Regions from separate parts of the Capsicum annuum genome. Here region 2 is linked to region 1. The links are chromatin contacts, called in public Hi-C maps. All regions are on one chromosome and are shown on one strand. The core of a region is the stretch at or near the end of the contact, and the rest is flanking DNA. Distances in the headings are between cores, read along the strand shown.

Region 1 (6,369 bases), core at 973-3,472:
TAAGATCATTTAATAAATTAATGCATGTGTTAAAAGTCTTTGTATTACTAATACATAGTAAATAGAGTGTATTACTAATACACACTTCAATACATAATAAAATGTATAACTAATGATTGCATTAGTTATACATAGATAAAAAGAGTACCAAACAAGATACTAGTAATACAAATTAACTAATACATGTATTATATTTTACAATACACTCCCCCGGAAAGTATTAAGAGGAAATAATCTCTTATTTGTTTCATGAGTATCGATCATATGTAATTACTCCTCGATAGATATAACAGGATCAAGTTTAATCGGAGCACGAATATCAGGGGATTCAACAATATTAATTAAATCATCTTCTTGACCTTCCAAATAAGCCTTGAGAAACGCCACAAATAACCCTCCTATAGTCCTTCTTAGAGTATCCTTTGATCCCTTTCCACTTTTCATCATAATGCCCATTAAAGTTGTCATTCTATTTATATCATCCAAAATATCAGCATGGCCATAATCCTTAGCCAAAAAATAGTAACAAGGCGGCTTACTCTCATTGAAAAATTCAGAATGGTTAACCCCATTTGGTGCGCCGGGCGGACATATACCATAAGCTCGTTGATTTGATAAGCCGGTACCAATTACGGCTATGGGGACTGAAACATTGAAACTGTAAGGAATAAATTTGAGTATATTTGGAGAGCAGAAACCGGAGGACCTTGCACCAACTGGATCAATTCCGAGGAGTGCTGAGAATTTGAGAGGGGGTTGTTTTTCTTTAGTTGGAGGCGGACCTACAATTTGAAGTTTATGAGTTTCTACAGTAATTTTAAATGAATATGCAAGAAATAACTGGATTCACAATCGAATTTTATTAAAATGTTAATGCATATGTAAGGTAGAGCAAAAGCAAATAGGTTCCCGGGACCCATACCTGAAGAGCTGGATCCGTCCTTGCTGCCTGATCCGTAGGCTAAAGCTAAGGCGAATGCTGTTTTACCGCCTCTCCCGTGGCCGGAGATGCCAACTTTGAGGAGGTCCGGAAGAACTTTCTGCGGCAGGATGGAGTCGAGATTGTTAGTTGATAACCACTTTGCTATTTTTCTTGCTTTTTTCACTTCGCTGTGGGATGTCATAGGAGAAAACTGCAACATTTTTTTAAAACAAATTGATTATAAATTAGATATCAACCCAGCAGTGGAAGATCGATATAGAGAAATTAATTATAGTTTGGCCTTGATTTTTTTTAATGTTGAGTTGAAACAACAACAAATAGATCGATAGGACATATGGGCAGTGAAACTTCATATAGCCAATCGGCACTCACATATATTTGGACAATCCAATCCACACTAACTTGTCCGGTACATAGACAGGACCTGGCCTAGTTGTTGTTGAAATAACTTTTGAGATTCAAGTATCATATTAAAGGAATTACTACCAATATAGGCATTGAGATTTCAACCTCACAGATGCGTAGCAATTCTTAGAAAATGATAATCCAATTGCTTGGGACATGATATATAGCAATGAAAACTTTGGTGTGTAATTTAATTTGGTATGACCGACTTCATTTTCCAAGATGTGTGGAAGTTATACTGAGGATTAACACTATAAATGTTTTTCTTCATGACTTCTCTTAGAAATGTAATGTGAGGCTCCATAGAATAGATTTTTACATAGTGAAAATTTTAGTGCACCAGACTTTATCATATTATTTTTATGACATTCCTTTGATCAGTTACTCATTTTAACTTCATATTGATCTTTCATTGGGTTCAAAATTGATATGCAGATCATATCTATGAACCAAAGTGAGGTCAATATACTCATGAAATCAATATGAGATGTATGTATGTACGTATTTTCTTGGTTGTTGAAATCAAAAAAAAAAAGAAAAAAAAATCATGGTAAGTCCACCACTCATGTGAAGTATATGTAGTACCTGAGGAGCAACAACGATATATTGATGGGAAGAAATATGTAGGAGGAGGGACTTGTAGCAGTTGGGGTGGAGACAGAATCCATGGAAAAATAGTAAAACGGGATAGGAACCTTCTGTAGTCGGCGAAAACACTAACAATGGACATGGCAGGGAAAAGCTCTTAGCTTTGATTATCTCAACAGCTTCATCTCCTACTTCAAAATCTAACGCTATACCATCGTCACCTACCTTCGCCTTCTTTACCACCACCTTTTCCATCACCGTTCTCCTGATGCCAAGTACGTCGTCGTATATATATATATTTTAAAACAAAAAATTACAAGCTTCCAGTTCTGTTTCCTTCTGGTGAATGAGACAGAAAAGAGGAACTTTCTTGCTTCTTTCTTCTTTTCCTTGAGGGAAAAGCAAAACGTGCTTTTTTGTTTTAACGGTAGCCTAACTCAAAAACAGTGTTACTTAAAATCCGGTTTAGGCCAAGACAGATTATTTAGAGTGCAAATGAAGGAGATTGGACTGGATCACTTATGTGCAAATTTAATGTGCTCACTACTCTTCTCAAAAATTGAGTCCACACATTTGTTAATTCTTTTTGCCATGTGATCCGTGAAAGCAAAGATGGATAATTTCCTTTATAATCAGCACACTGAGCAATACTTTAAAAATAAAAAATGCAGAATGTTTTTTCTGCAGTCCGTATGATTGCATGTTATTTTTGAAAAGTTTTTGCTATCTAAATTTGTCTTTAATTTTTTGCTGCTTGTAATTTTTTTAATCACCTCGATTAATAAGTATGTCAATTGTTGTAAACAATATTGTCGCCGAACTTAATAAAAACTATGAGCTTAATGGTAATAATTATGAAATATGAAGCATGAAAATTCAATATGTTCATCAAATTGTCAATGGATCTGCTTCTTTCAACCTCTTAGACAGTGGTATTAGTTCTTTGTTGAGCTCAATCCGTCAAGGGGAAGAGAGATCGGTGAAATTGACAACTAAAAGCATGGAGTTACAATAGCATGTATATAAATGTCTTTATCTCTGCGAAGGAGTTCTGATTTGCATTCAAGTGAGGTGAAGAAGTCTCCGATTGGCCTAATTTCATGACGTTTGTGAGACTTGTAAACGTCTTGAGTGAAAACACTCAAAACTCAATTGATTCTGCAAAAATTAACATGCGTCGACAATAGAGAAAACTTTGCCTTTCATCTACCCTGTTGAATGAATACACATCCGAGCAACAACATCATTTCGAAGTGAAGAGGATGTAGATGTCGATTGGCTTTCATTTCCTTATTTGTTTTATAGATGGGAGTCCATGCATATGCATATACAAATTGAAGGTTGGCTTGATTTCATAGAAGGGACTTTGAATTGCTTATGTTTCCTTGTGAACATGGAATTGATCGATCCCTAATGAGAGTTGTCTTTTTTATTATTACAGCATAGTGTATGTGTTTTGTACGTGTATCTTGCTTGATCAATGAAAATATATTTATAAGAAAAACACATGATTGAAAGTTAGCAATTGATGTTAAAATACATGTTATATCTATTTAAATTATAAAAATAAATATTTTATCAAATGTTTAATTTTTTCTTGTATCTCAACTAATTCTTTTTTCACAATAAAAAAAAATAATTTGAAACTCAAAATTTTAATTATGCCACATAAATTAAGACAAAGAAAATCATTTCAAAAACTGTAAATCTCTATACATTAGCTTCAATTTATAGAATTATAAATGTGAAACATATGGCTTGACGTTTCAAATATCTCATCGAATATTTATTCATTTTTAGACTTTCATTCAAAGAACCTCACAATGTTTGAAACATCTAATATTGTTAAAAAAATTTAGAAAACAATGAAACTAACAAACTCACGCACAACAACGAAATATAAGATAGAGTTGCATATCTGACGTTATCTGCATATCCAAATTTAACACATAACTATAAATTTATATCTTGAATTCAACAAATAAGTTTGATCAAAGATTTAGCTACAATACTAACGAATAATATATCAAAATATAATTAAATCAAACTAAGTTACAATCAAACAAAGAAGAAAAAAATGAAAAAAGAGATAAAACCTTTGATTTTTTTTTTTTGGCTATTTTATTCAGCAACAATATGCTTGGTTCATTCAATTTTTCTTCACAATTTTCATCTGAAAAAGAAACACAAAAACTATCAAGACGGGAGAATTCCAATATTAATCAATTATTAATTATGTATAATTCATATAGAATCTTCATGGTCATTAATAAAAAGCAATCAAGAAAGATAGAAATAGAAGAAGATGCATGTTTCTTGCTAATTTTTATTCAAAATATTACTAAAATAGAATTGTAGACATTACTTTCTATGTAAGATAAAATTTTAATTAATTTAGAAGTGTTAAACACTATGATTTTGACCAACTAAATTTAAAAGTGCTAAATAATGTGTGTATACTTTAATTAAAAGGGATTCAATGAGTCAATTTTTTTTTTATATATAAAATATTAACTACATTCATGTTGAACCTATAAACAAAAATGTTGAACATGAATTATTTAAATAAATTTTATCATATATTTTAATACTTCTTAATGATCAATTAATCTTATATCTCTTACCATATATTTTAGCACTCATTAATAATTCTTCTAATACCTCTTATACTCATTAATAATTCTTCTAATACCTCTTATCATATATGTTAGGACTCTTTAAATTTAAAATCATATTTTTGTTTAATTATTATTTAAATAGAATTGCATAAATTACTTTATATGTAAGTTAAAATTTTAATTAATTTAAAAGTGTTAAATATTATGATTTTGACCAACTGAACTTAAAAGTGCTAAATAATTTGTGTATAGTTTAATTAAAAAAGGATTGAACGAGTAAAATTTTTTTTGATATAAAATAGTAACTATACTCATGGTGACCCTATAAAAAAAGTGTTTTTCATATGTTAAACATGAATTATTTAAATAAATTTTATTATATATTGTAATTCTTCTTAATTATTAATTATCTTGTATCTCTTATCATATATTTTAGGACTCTTTAATAATTCTTCTAATACCTCTTACTATATATGCTAGGACTCGTTAAATTTAAATTATTATAAAGATAATAATTAATTAATAATTTGATAAAATAAAGGTGCAAAAATGATTTTATCTTAAGCGAAGACTTTTAATGAATGACAAAAAGTTCGAATCACTTTTGTAAGGTCTTCACATTTTTAATATATTATACATATAGATTATAGATATAGGTTATAGATATCTTCACATTTTTAATATATTATAGATATAGATTATATATTTAGGTTATAGATTATAGATCTAGATTATAGATTATAGATTATAGATTATAGATTATAGATATAGACTATAGATATAGATTATAGATTATAGATAGTATCTTGTAATACCCCGAATTTTTTTCCTAGCTAATTTCGTCCCAAGAATGCCTAGTATTAGTTTCTAAAGTGAATGATGATTATTTCATGAGTAATTTTCAAGATTTTCACTATTTGTCATGTGAGAAATTCAATAAGCTTTCCATCGATATAAAATTCATCCAAATCCGACACTCGGGCGAAGAGTTAGAGCCTTTTTAGTGAGACAGTGTATCACCTGAGGCTCCAGCGCGTCGCAGAGATAGCTCAAATGACAATTGTCAATTTTCAGTGTTGCTCCGTGATAGTGGCACGTCGCACCAAACTTCCAGGTCGTAGACAAGGTGGCAACGCGATAGCTCCGCGTCGCGCCACCATGCAATTTCCCATTTGTCTTTTTCCAGTCACTTGGCGCGATAGTGGTGCGTCGCGCCAAGGATGAAAATCAGAAAAATTTTCTCAAAAATTAAAGACGTGTCCTAGGATTAAAAGGGACAATTTTTCCACCTATATAAGCCTTATAACACGAGATTTGGTCATAATTCAACAACTTACACTCAATTACTCTCAAAAACTCTCAAGAACAAGTCCTAGGGTTTTCATAGAAGGTCAATTTCAAGGGAATTCATCGTCAAATTTCAAGAATCTCTCCATCAATATTCACGAAATCACGAACTAAGGTATGCGTAGTGTTCATCCACGGATCCCTTTCATTCACGGAGTTCAAAAATCATGTTTTAAATAACCTATTGTGATATGTTTGTTGTGATTTTATCATGTTCATGTTGATAGTTGTTATTTATGTTTCAAGATGATGTCTTTATGACTTTCCATGAAGTATATGAGTTTGTTGATTGAAAACTTATGAGTTTGGGTAGTTTTAGATTCTTAAATTGATAATTTCACCATGCTATAAAGTGTGCATGTAAGGTGTTTGATAAAATGCCTAGAATGATAGAATCATGTTCCTTATGACTCAATAGTATCTAAATGACAAGTCCATGCTAACCCTTATGATGCAACACAATTTCGA
Region 2 (6,369 bases), core at 1,685-4,184, 33 kb after region 1:
AGAAAATGTTAACTAATCATTAATCAAAACCAAAACAAAACTAAGAATAAGAAGAAAATATAAAAGTAGAAGATATTTTTCTAGTAAAATTTGATCAAATAACTATTAAATAGAATTGTAGACTTTCTTTTTTTATATAAGGTAAATTCTATTTGATTTAGAAGTGTTAAATATTATGAATTCTTATGTGAATAAAATATATTTTTTTCTTTTCATACATATATTTTTTAAAAAAAATATATTTTGGTTCCTAAAATTTTTCCATTAATAGATTAAATTTTTCATCAATAAATTGGTACCTTTTCTTTTATGTCTTTTTCTTAACTATAATGTTTAGTTATTCTTACCAAAAAGAAAAAACGTTTGGTTCTTAATTTTCTTTTTTTCCTTTTCAAGGATAATTTTTTTCCTAAAAATTTGTGTAGGATTCCTAATTAAAAATTGTCATATTACATTTAATTTATTTTAGTTATGTGATTCTTTCTTATTTTCCTTTTTGTATCCTAAATATTTGTATAATAATTTAATGATGATTATTTCTAAAAAAATAAAGTGAAAAAGTGATTTTGTCTATTGCGGGTGTTTTAATAAATGGCAAAAAGTTCAAATCATTTTTCTAAAGGTGTTCACACTTTTAATATATTATAAATATAAATATAGATTATAGATAATACAATATTAATTTTAATTAATAATTGAAGAGGTGTTGAGGAGTGACAAGAACCTAACCTTACATAACTCAAAGTCTCCTAAAGTTACTTTAATTAATAATTGTTCAATAGGATAAATATCAGTTAGACCAGAATCAGGAAATGAAAATCATAGAGCTCACATTAGCTATGCCATACATGGTATTGTTACTATGGCACTAAGGGGTGGTTTGGTAAAGTGTATAATAATAATGTAAAATATGGTGTATTAGTAATGTTTGTGTTAGTTATACCTGCGTTAGTTATGTTTGTATTTTTGTTATGCAGTGTTTGGTTTGATGTATTAAAAATAATATATGTTGTATAATTTTTATAAAAAATATTTTGTATGACTAAAATATCCTCTCCACTTTCTTTCTCAAACCAACGAATTAGACTTCATTGTCCATCAATTCCTCAAACAGTTTATATCCATTCCTTTTTCATAGAAAAAGTTTGTATGACAAACTTTGATTTTGCAATTCCTTATACAGAAGATAGTTGGAACATGAGGGAATTAAACAATTTTTATGCACAACTTTAGAAAATCACCAAAAACAGTCATGATTTTACAGATTAGCATGAAAAATTAAGCAACAAAAAAATCAAAAACAATCTTCAAAAACAAAGAATTCAATTTCATATTCAAGCTCCCAATAACAGAACATTTAATTCTAGTGTAGAAGAGCAAACAATGTCTAATTATATGAAAAGAAGAAGAAGATGTGGTGAAAATTTTTCATATTTTTTCATGACAGTGTAGAGAAAGAAGAGAAGACAAAGTACAAGAACAAAGGCAAAATACAAGGAAAATGAATATTCTAGTAGAGATTTGAGGGGAAATTTAGTCATTGAATTTTTCTTTTTCATTGTTGAAAGCTGCAGCAAAGAACCGAGGAGAAATGTTTTAGCAGAGCTTTGAAGGGTAAATTTGTCATTTACTAATTAATACATGTGTTGAAATATTTGGTATTACTAATACATAGGAAATAATGAGTATTAATAACAAACACCTTAATACACAATAATGTGTATAACTAATGCAAGTATTAGTTATGTATAGTCTAAAAAATAATACCAAACATGGTATTATTAATACACAAAGAATAATGCATGTATTATATTTTTAGTACACTCTACCAAACGACCCTAAAGATGACTATACAATTGTGTTCGAAGATTTTTCCAATTTGGTGAGGCTAGAAGCATTGGTGGAACCTGAAAATAGAGGATCCAAAGGGTGCTAGAGAAAGTTGGTTTCAAGAAAGGAGGACTTTTAAGGAAGTATGGTTTTAATAAAGGTTAAATTAGAGATATGTTCATTTATAGCTACTTATCAACTGATCAAATTCTGTGAAAAATTAAAAATTATAGCTGAAAAATGGCTGCTTATCATAATCTTTAAAATTATTATAATCATTTGTATCATTATTTTTCGAAACTTTATCCGTGGAATTATACTGAGTGTGTTATCGTCATTTGTACCGTCATTTGAGGCTCCTTGCCACTCAGAATATTGTCACTTCTACTGTTCTACTGATGAATCCATGAGGGAAAATATAAATTTCTTCTTTTTTCTTTTTAGAGAAAACGACATGCTTTGGCTCAGGGGTAGAGCTGCAACTCTGCTTACGAGTTGAGCAAAACTCAATAGCTTTAGCTCATAATCAGTGCATATGCTAAAAGACTGCTTAATATGTATAAATAATTTCTTGGAAACTCAATAAGTTGTCTTTTCTAGAATACATGGCTAATAAACTAAACCTGATTTTTAGCCTAACTCATTTCAACCTAAATAAACTTTGAGATAATTGACTCGGCCAGATTCAATTCAACCCGCTCATTTGACACCCCGACTAAACATCACAATATCTTTTATTCCCCTCTATCATATACTTTCTTAAAACTCCTTTCAAGAATCCAACTTTTTCCAACACCCTTTGCTACCCTTTATTTTCCATATCAACCATAGCTTCAAGGTTTTGCAAATATGACCACTCCAAGAAAATCTTAGAAGCCACCATTTTCACTCTTGTTGTCACAATCCCTTTGCCCCAATATTTGTAAGTCAAGGCATGCAAGATATGCTCTGCATTCATCCAAATCATAATTTGGACTTACACAAATGAATCCAACAGTCTTGTTATTCATGCTGATTACTCTGAACCATAAATTGGGAGTGGCTCTATACTTGCTATATTTTAAAAATTGGTCATTTTTGGGAATGTAAGCTTCCACTGTGCAAAAACGAGTGATTTAGTGAAGGGCTGCTTTCATTTTTGGCCCGTCGGCCAAAATTAATTAGAGGTGCTAGCCCGAATATATAAAATATATTCAATGATTATGTATATGTAAGTATATTTATATTTGTATTTATATTTAAATATATTACATTTGTTGGCTAATTTATAAATTAGATCACACAGACATCGAACTGTAATTACTTTAGTTGTATTTAATTTCAGAGACTCTATCTGAAGTTTGATTTTTTCATGCTTAACTTCATGACATGCATAAACCAGACAATTGGAATATATAAATGGGCCTAGAACCATTTCAATATTTCAAATATGGGTAAGAGAAATTTGATCCATATTTGATCTTAGTAAGCTAAGTTAAGCTACACAGCTAATAGTAGGGTCATTTTATACTTTGCTCCTATCTTGTGTTGCCTTCGAACTTTGCCTCTTCTAATTTTTTTATTTTTTTGCGGAAAGTAATTTTATATTTTTGTATCATAAAATTTCACAAGCTATGTTTGGATATAACATTATATTCTAAGAAAAACTTATGTTTTACTAGACATAATTTTGATTGCTAAAGAGCAAAAATTAAAGACCAATCTATTTAAAGTACCATGTTATTACAAACTAAAACATAGATTCATCTTAGGATCAACTATTGAATTATTGAAAAATTTCCTTGATGCCACACTTATGACACAAATTTCATGATTTGTCATATCACAACTACCGAATACAGTAATTATAGGTGAAAAATAATATAGAAGTTGTTAGATGAAGTCTTGGCTCAGCCATAAGAGTTGTATATCACGGTAGTTCACCGATTTAAACTGTAAAAATAATTTTGTGTACAATACAAAACTATGATTGCATGGTCGATATTGTTTGGCCTATCTTTCGATATTGTACCTATGATTTTAGTTATCAGGTGATATATTGAACCTAATTTAATTTTAAAATTTAACTTATAATTTGAGAATTACTAAACATTATATTAAAAATACCAAATCACCATTGAAAATCCATGTGAAAAATTTCGGTAGTCCTTACACGCTTAGACCTACTAATTGAAGTATGAACAATATAACATCGAAGCTAACACTGAAAACTCAGATCTGATTTTGATATCATAATATGAAATATAGCAGTATTTTCGTGTGGCTATTTAGAATTTCACCTTTAAAATATGAGAACCCACGGTAATGGCTACTTTTCAAATATAAGGTGTAAAAAGTGATTAGTCTATATTTAAGAATTTTAAATAATTATTATATCAAATTAAACCCCCAAAACTAATACTAGTAAAAATTAGATAAAATCATATGAGGAGACTAATCACACGTTGAGAATCCATATGAGAAATTCTGACACATTTTTTCTCGATTTTTCTTTTGAAAAGAGAAAAGGTATAAAATTTTTAGAGGTGGATCAAAAATATTGGATCAATATCACACTAAGCCAAAAAATTGAGTGGACATCACATCAATTTCCCTTAATATCCATTAATAATGATAAAAATACAATAATGATGTAACAACAGAAAAGTTTATGAGAAGAAACATATGCAAATAATAATTGGTCTTTGGACAAAAAATTTAATGTGGAATAAGACCTAACTTTTGCCCTTTGTATTCTGTATTGATGCTTCTTCTATTTACATGTTTAATTGTAGTCTATGCCTCTAAGATTAGAAGCGGAGGAATGGCGTAACTAGTAAAGTTGTTGTCATGCGATCAGGAGATTACGTATTCAAGTCGTGAAAATAGCATCGGGCAGAAATGAAAGGTAAGACTGCATACAATAGACAATTATGGTACGACCTTTTCCCAAACTCCAGATATAGTTGGAGCTTTAATGCACCACACCGTCCTTTTTTATGCCTCTAAGATTATATTTTTGCTACGTAGAATTAACTTTGGTAATAGTTCAGGGATTGAAATGCTTCTTAGATTGCGGAAAACCTATATGAAAATATTAGGAAGCTCTCATCATTTTGATTGAAAAAAGTTTTAACTTTGGTGAAAGTGAAACACAATATTCAAGACAGATCTACGTTAAAAAATAGAACACTTAACTGAAAACAATGCTAGAAATAAATCAATAATACATAATAGATCCTTATGTTTCAGTCATTTCCCTTATGTCTGGATTAAATCTAGGACAAAGGTGCCAGTACATCTCGTATTCAAAAGCACTTTCTTGAGTAAAAAGAAAAAAAAAAGGAACTCTTCTAAATAAGAAGATTTTAAATATCTATCGGAAATAACTTCTATACTTCTTCGGAGGTAGCAGTATGGACTGCGTACATCTTAACCTCCAAACCTCACTTTGTGAGAATACACTAAATCTGTTATTATTGTAACCAAAACGTGTATTAAGGTTTCTTCTTAAAGAAAGTGCAAATTCAATATTGTTAGTGGCTAGAAAGATAGAAAAGATATTTGTAGGATCAATTTTTGAGAAATTTTAGGGGAGAAAATTGAGTGAAGCAGGCAGCTTTATTGTTATGAATTCACCTGAATTCAATAGATTAGATTTGAGTTTTATATTTTTATTAAAATATATAATTTATTCGAAATCTAGTAAATAAAATTATTTATGATTCAAAATCTATAGAATAAAAAAATTGACTCTGACTCTAATCACTGTGACATTTGTTTAATCGAAACTTTGATGCATGGTTCTTGCGTTTAAACAAAATCAAGATCATGAACGTTAAGATCAAATGGTATATGTATCTTTGTGATGTCATTAAATGGATAATTCCTCTCTTCGTTTTGTATAACTAGATTAGTGTACATACTTTGTACATGTATTTTGTGTTAATTAATAAAATATAAATAAAAAATAAAAATATTTTAAAATTGCAATTAGTGTCAGTTGATAGTTAACTTTAAACTAAGAAAAAAAATTCTATACTTTTGAACTTTAAAGCTTATCATTTCAATTTTATGACCATATTTAATTATAGTGGACTCTATCATTCGATAAATATGACAAATATTTGTGAGAATTGAAACTAAAAGTACAACATTTTTTTTTAAATTTTATATGAATATGATTATGGCAAAAAAAGTATTAATTTATATATATTATTTGTCAAACCTTCAATTATTAAAAACCTTAATAACATAAATAGGACGAATATGAATGAAAAAAAAATTACGAAAAAAATTTCTCCAAATGCATTCACTTTTGGTGTGAAATCTCAATCACATGTTTCACATGAATTTTCCTTCCACCTAATAAGAAAATTGAAGAATCAATCAATAATAACTTATGTAGAAAGCTTAATAAACAAAAATCAATTGTCTTGAAAAATACACCATAATAACTTATTATTGTAAACTTCACAAATAGATTAAAGTTTGAGAAAACTTATCTCAAATGAATCTAACATATCAATTAATAATTATAAAGCATAGATATAAATACAT

The links. A called contact is a pair of places that touch in the nucleus more often than the background predicts.
Region 2: a Hi-C map of bud shows a contact between it and region 1, with 1.6 times the contacts expected there. The contact joins the enhancer-like site here to the promoter of LOC124897042 in region 1. A contact is called at or near these places in 2 of 5 Hi-C or Micro-C datasets (bud and leaf).

Annotation. Positions count from the first base shown.
Region 1 is chr3:22,556,959-22,563,327 of UCD10Xv1.1, forward strand. It overlaps LOC124897042 (chlorophyllase-2-like), which reads right to left and starts at 2,223. Exons shown (of 3, transcript XM_047409189.1): 1 at 1,934-2,223; 2 at 923-1,133; 3 at 14-782. The coding sequence starts at 2,191. The coding sequence ends at 271.
Region 2 is chr3:22,589,702-22,596,070 of UCD10Xv1.1, forward strand. No RefSeq gene overlaps it. Among protein-coding and RNA genes, the nearest start is that of LOC124897042, 34 kb to the left of the region's middle. Within about 2 kb of position 2,935, at least 4 of the 5 cell types and tissues checked have an H3K27ac peak or open chromatin away from gene starts, as enhancers often do. A contact at or near this core is called in bud and leaf, where this site is marked.